Regions from separate parts of the Sus scrofa genome. Here region 1 is linked to region 2. The links are chromatin contacts, called in public HiChIP or PLAC-seq maps. All regions are on one chromosome and are shown on one strand. Each heading gives the region's core, a stretch centred on a gene start, on an enhancer-like site or on the middle of the called end of the contact. The rest is flanking DNA. Distances are from core to core; before and after follow the strand shown.

Evidence for each region. HiChIP or PLAC-seq counts read pairs in DNA pulled down with a chosen protein or histone mark.
Region 1: a contact with region 2 is called in an H3K27ac HiChIP or PLAC-seq map of skeletal muscle, with 5 times the contacts expected there. The contact joins two enhancer-like sites. A contact is called at or near these places in 1 of 47 Hi-C or Micro-C datasets (fetal heart ventricle) and 1 of 2 datasets of contacts at active chromatin or transcription factors (skeletal muscle).

The regions. Positions count from the first base shown.
Region 1 is chr14:45,734,541-45,737,763 of Sscrofa11.1, reverse strand. All of the region lies in intron 2 of TTC28 (tetratricopeptide repeat protein 28), which reads left to right. It also overlaps a transcript of CHEK2 not described here. Among named protein-coding and RNA genes, the nearest start is that of TTC28, 190 kb to the left of the region's middle. Within about 2 kb of position 1,348, at least 62 of the 83 cell types and tissues checked have an H3K27ac peak or open chromatin away from gene starts, as enhancers often do.
Region 2 is chr14:45,589,871-45,593,314 of Sscrofa11.1, reverse strand. The region is part of intron 5 of TTC28 (tetratricopeptide repeat protein 28); the gene reads left to right. Among named protein-coding and RNA genes, the nearest start is that of TTC28, 330 kb to the left of the region's middle. Within about 2 kb of position 2,129, at least 5 of the 83 cell types and tissues checked have an H3K27ac peak or open chromatin away from gene starts, as enhancers often do.

The sequences.
Region 1 (3,223 bases), core at 99-2,598, 150 kb before region 2:
CTTTGGAGCAGATGTCGTGGCACTAAGACCCAGAAACCATTTGCTCTGTGTGGCTGGAGCTGGGCAGGCTGTGCTTGCACTAAGGGAAGGAAGTCATTAGTGCAGACTGAGCTGTGGAGTTGGGTTCTTGCAGGATTTCCTTCCAGCCTTTCCCCACTAAGGTTCTTGGGAATTAAAAAAAAAAATCTAAACACACAAACCAAGTTTTCCTATTTACAGTGTTCAGGGAAGGTAGGCATTTCGGAAAGAGCAGATCCTTTCCCCAAGTTATCCAAGAAGGAAGAGAAAACAACAGCGTAAAGAAGCTCTGATTACAGATCTTTGGAATTTTCTTTGCTAAATTTTACAAACGAGAAATACACCCAGAATTTTGGGAATTGCTCCAGGCTGCGCGTGAGGGTTTGATTGCTTGTCTAATCTTTTTTGAGAAGAGGAGAATTCGCCAAAAGGGGTTTGGATGGCAGAAGCCCGGCTGGGTTTCTGCAGCAGCTTGCGTGCTCGATCTCTCTGAGGGAGGGTCTCTGTAGCCGGCTTGGAGACCCCCTGCCGCAGGCTTCTTTCGCAGACACTGGCCTGAGGGGAAAATGCTCCGCTCTGGCTGGAGTACGCTGGTTGCTGCTGGGACTTCCTAGCCCGGTGGGAAGTGTGATCGTGGTTTGGGGATACTTTCCATTGAACTGAAGGCGAAAAGACTGGACTCTCCTGGGCTTTCTCCCTTCACAGTGAATATGGGAAAGAATTAGGGGGTGGGAGGGAGGCAGCATGACTTGCAGTCGCGGCTGCCCTGCATCTGCCCCCAGCCCCCAGCCAGCATCTTGATGTTCCACGTATCGGCTGTACAAATATGATGAAATGGCAGCCCCGGAAGAAGGTAAGTGTCCCGGAATGGGGACGGGGCCCTGATGCCCGACTCAGGGAGGGGTGACAGGGGGCGGTTGCCCTCGGGCCCCTCCACCCCTTCCATAGTTTGCTGGCCGGGCAGGTCCAAGCAGATCTGTCCCTTTAGGTCTTAGGCCAGTCCCTTAGGGACGAGTTTACCAAGTCTGGTCTGCATCCACTGCCCTCTTAAGTTTTTCCTTCTTGGTATGCTGGGACTCTCAAGGGTGACAGCTCAGAAACATCCCTCTGCTTTAGAAGCCTGGCGGAACCAGCGACACATTAGCTTTGCAGGAGCCAGTCAAGAGCTGCCAGGGTCTAAGGACTCGGTGGCGCCTCGTCTATGGGGGCCATTTGGGGCTGTATCCCCGGCACATTCCAGTGTCCCCTCAGGTGGCTTTGTAGCACCTACTTCCCCAAGGGGTTAATAGGCTCTGAGCCGCTGGCAGCCGCTTCCCCAGGGCCCCGCTGGGGGGCGAGCATCCCTAGTACAACCGCCCAGCAGCTGGTTCCCGGGCAGGGGGGCTGAGGGGCCTCCAGTGTGAGGGCCGGGGGCTGGGCCTTCTGCCCGCGGGGCTCCTGGGCGCCGCGTGGGCCCGCATTGAGTGCACGCGCCGGCCATTGTCACGGGTGTGTGTGCGTGTCAGCGTGCACGGGCGTGTGTGCATCGATCGTGGGGAAGAGGGGGAGGGGGCACTTTGCTTTTTGTGAGATTATTTCCTAATATGGCTCCTTTGTTGAGAACTCAAGGAAAAAAAAAATCCAGTGGTTCTATGAAAATAAATTGCTATTGGTCCCAGAAATAACGTTTCTAAATGTGGGACCGGTCGCTACCCCAGGACGTTCAGGGAGAAAGACAGCTTTCTTCAAGTTGTTGGCGGCTGTAGCTTTGGTTAGGGCTCCCTTTTGCTAACTTGTCTGTCTGGCGCTGTTAGGTGAACCTAGTGGTTCCCTGCATAGCAGGACTTTTCCCCCTTCTTCAAATACCTCATTTGGCCGTGGTTTTTATTGACATTCTTCCGAAGGAAAACATAGCAAACTGAATGTGCTGTGCCCCTCCCCAGCAGTGACCTGTCTCTGTTAGCAGCTGCCTGGTGTTTTACTTTAACTAGCTAAACTGACTCTTTCTTTGTGGCATGATGTGTGATACCATGTTTTACATCAGAGATGAAATAGAAATCATGTGTGAAATGCATAAGAAGATATTGTGCATTTGTTTTATTACTAGAAAATCTAACAAACCCTCCTTCAGTACAGCCTGGTGAATTGAAAGATTTTTTTTTTTTTTTTTGATATCTAATTTGCTGCCTGAAACGAAGTCATTTCTACCTCATTCTGAAGTCAGAATCTCTCATATATTAGTTCTTATCATGGAGCTTCTTTCAGTGAGATTGGTTTCATTTATTTCAGTTAGATCAATACGTCTCCCCCCCCCCCATAAAAATCAGTTAGGATGAGGAGAACCCATAGAAGTAACCATATAATTAAGCAATTAAACAGATGCTGTGTATTCCTGAAGCCCTAACTCCAATTTCTTCTGTATTTGTAAATTACATATTTATGAGTACTTTTAAGATGTCTGCAAACTATACATTCATAAATGTCTGTTTTCTCTATTGTACCCAATATGCAGTAACTCATGTGGTTATGTCTGTGGAAACCCCTCTGGGTACTGGTATTGCTTGAACCACGGAAGTATTATTCTTGGCAGTCAGGTGTATTTCTGGACTCTGGAAGATTCTGTTTCAAGTGTTAGGATTCACTCTGCAGTATTTACTCACTCTCCGATGCTTAAATTGCTATACCAGAAGGTTGTGTTTATTCACTGTGTTCATAATCCCAAATCATCATGTTATAAGGATCCAGATATCCAAATTCTGCAAAGTTCATGGAAGATTAAAAAATAAGCTGAGCCATCAAATACTGTGTGATAATTTGGTGATGGCTTGAGAACCATTCCTCCTTCTTCTGCATGGGATTGGAATCTTCCTTGAAAGAGTATTCAACTTGGGTAGGGCACCAGTAAGCCTTTGCAAAGATTAGGTTCATTTTTTCACTCTTGCAAGAATATTCACATGATCAGATCATGTCGTGGTTTCTGGCTGGGTCTGCTAACACATTTGTAGTGGTAGAGTCACATGCCATGTGTTTAGTCAAACTGTTTCATAAAAACCATTTACACTGCAGATGATAAGTGATACTGCTTTGATGTGATTTTAACAAAGCTAGGAAGATCATCTTAGAATGCCGCCCCAAGCAGCATTTGCTATAACTAGGCTTATGACTAAGATTGGTTGGTAACTTGTTATGGTGCTCTGTCAGCTGCTACCAGTGCTGACTTTTGTAA
Region 2 (3,444 bases), core at 880-3,379:
TTCCATGTAGTGATATGTATTTTGGATGTACCATTCATCTGCTGATGGAATGTTCAGAGAGGATTTTCTTTCCTTTTACAAACACAGTTGCAGTAAAAAAAAAGACCTTTTTCAAGTCTCTTTATATACATTTAGGACAAGAGTAGTATGTAATGAGTGGGATCTCTGGGTCAACAGATATTATACATATTTCAAATTAAAAAATTTTCCCAAATTGCTCACCACAAAGGCTATTCTAAACCTGTAAGCACTTCATATTAACCTTTAGATATTTTCTTCAAATTGCTTGGCAGGAGTTCCCGTCGTGGCGCAGTGGTTAATGAATCCTACTGGGAGCCATGAGGTTGCGGGTTCGGTCCCTGCCCTTGCTCAGTGGGTTAATGATCCGGTGTTGCCGTGAGCTGTGGTGTAGGTTGCAGACGCGGCTCGGATCCGGAGTTGCTGTGGCTCTGGCATAGGCTGGCAGCTACAGCTCCGATTAGACCCCTAGCCTGGGAACCTCCATATACCGCGGAGCGGCCCAAGAAATGGCAGAAAAAAAAAAAAAAACCCGAATCAAATTGCTTGGCAAACCGTAGCCCATAGTGATATCTCAGTTATAGTGCTCATTGATTATTTGTTTATAATGGTTGTCTTCTCCCCATTTTTAACTGGCAGCTTCTGGAGAGAATGGAGAATAGCTTATTTATATTGATAATCTCACTCATTCATTTATTCAACACATGTTTACTGGGTTCTCACTGTGTGCCAGCCCCTTTCATGCCTTTAATGTAATGATAAATATGCCATTGTCCTTGCCCTCATGGAGCTCAAATCTTCTGGCAAATCCCCTGTAGTGTTCCAGTCCAGTGCTGATAAATGCTTACCACATGGAGGAAAACACTGAGGGTATGTAGTAGGTAAAGAGTGCTTTCCTCTCCTTGCTCTTATGAATGGTGGTCTTTGTTTCACTCAGGCCTGGAGAGGAAGCCTTATGAAGCTCAGTAGTAAATACCAACTAAGTTTGCTCATTTCTTCTTTTCTTTGCTGTAAATAACTAAAATCTAAACCATTGCAGTTGGAGTGGGTCAGCAATGAGATCCTGCGCCATAGCACAGGGAACTATATCTAGTCACTTGTGATGGAACATGGTGGAGGATAATGTGAAAAAAAGAATGCATATACATATGTATGACTGGGTCACTTTGCTGTGCAGCAAGAAATAGAACATTGTAAATCAGCTATAATGAAAAAAAAATCTAAAAAAATCCACATTTAGGAGTTCCCATTGTGGCGCAGTGGTTAATGAATCCGACTAGGAACCATGAGCTTGCGGGTTCGATCCCTGCCCTTGCTCAGTGGGTTAACGATCCGGTGTTGCCGTGAGCTGTGGTGTAGGTCACAGATGTGTCTCGAATCCTGCGTTGCTGTGGCTCTGGCGTAGGCCGGCGGCTACAGCTCCGATTAGATCCCTAGCAGGGGAATCTCCGTATGCTGCGGGTGCGGCCCTAGAAAAGGCAAAAAGACCAAAAAAAAAAAAAAAAAAGAAAAAAATCCACATTTAATAAGGATACTTTTTATATTTTTTATATACTTTTTATATTTATATTCATAATGCCTCCCATGTTAAAGATCTTTTAAAATGAAATTTCATTCTTTGCTATTTTGAAGATTAAAGATAAATCATAATCATTACCAATTTATGACACCTGTTGGTTCACAGGAACTGTTACTGTCTCCCCAAAAAGACTACTTGAATTCGTGAGAAAATTGAGCCTTCTGGATTTCCTTCAGGATGTGGCTACAGGAAATTAATTAGATGATTTTTTTATGACATCATCCTGACTACAGCACTTTGTCCAAAAACAATGCTGTTTTTCTTGGACCTTTTTGCAGACATTTTCTACACCATGTATACTAGTATATTAGTAGTATGAAACCCACACAAAGGTTTGTGGGGGTGGTGTATGAGAGAGAGACAGAGACAGAGAGAAAGAATACAGTGAGGTAATTATTTTACTTCCAGTAGTACACGAGAGTGGGTTAAAAAGTAAAAAGCATTCCATTTTAGCAGAGAGCCATATCCTCATAGGGAGTATTAAGTTCAGGAGGGAAATGCTTGGCAACCACTGCTGTGGTGTGTATCTTACAGGCTTTTCAGAAACCAGTAAGATTGTTAAGCTGTAACTCTTCAAATCACTGAAGACTGTAGGACTTGGAAAGTGGACACTTGGTTAAGAACGGAGATAGGACATCAATCCCTTGTTTGTACTCTTTGTACTTTATATATAAATCAGCTGAGTCAGACCTTTTAAGCTTGTAATGAATTATAGAAGGCTCTTTTTCTCCTACTGACAAAATAGTTATTACTTCAAAAGAAATAGCATACCCAGTGAATATGTGTGTATGTATATGTAATATATGGTATGTTTGCAAATCATTCTGCCCTCAGCTGTTCCATTTTTCCAACTATATTTTTTCAAGCTCTAAGTTACCATCACTCACTTGTTATATGTTTGGTTGTCCTCTTCCAGCCATAGCATTTTGTATCCTCTTCCTCTACAGAAACTACTCTAAGAAGTTGGAGATATAATTATGAATCCTGGTTTTGTCACTAGTGGCCATATGTTATGGGCAGACCTTTTCTGGAAACTCTCTTAGTTGCTGGTCACCATCTGTAAAGAGAAAGGCCAGATCAGATCATCTTTGAGTCATATTGCCCAATGCAGTAGCCATTAGCCACATGTGGTTATTATAAATTAATTAAAATTAAAGTAAAAAAAATAGTTCCCCAAACCACATTTTAAGTGCCCAGTAGTCTGTGTACCAAGTGGTTACCATATTGGACAACACAGAAAAATATCTATTATTTCAGAAAGTTCTATTGAGTAGTATTATTAGAGTCTCTTGTGGCTCTAATTTTTAAATGAATCAGAATACAAAGAGTACATCAGTGTGAAGCATAGAACACCTTTTTTCCATAGTGCCTGCTAATTATAGTAGATTCATCTGTATTCTCTGTAGATACACATGGAAAGAAGGAAGGTTAAGTCTCTAACAATGGCAAAATATACCAGTTCAGCCATGCATAACAATTGTAAAACAACAAACTATAAAAGTTATAAAACAAAGCAAACTGTAAAACAAATAACTCTCTAGAGGGTACTAGAAAGTGACCAAAAGCAGGCAGAAATTGGAAGAGAATTAATATTTGGAAGAAAGGAATAACACTAGATGAATTTCTTGTATTTAATGTCTTTTTCATTTTTGCTAGAGTGCCAGCACAGCCTCACAGTGCTACTAAAACTTGTATGGAAACCTATAGTCTTATTAGTTGTGGAATCAAAGGACAGAGTTTGGGCTTACAATAGCAACCAGAAAGGGAGGAGTAAATCTTGAAAAGGAGAAAGCTACATAAGAGAAGCCCAAAATCTGTGTATAAAGTCTCACCATATCCTGGGTAAC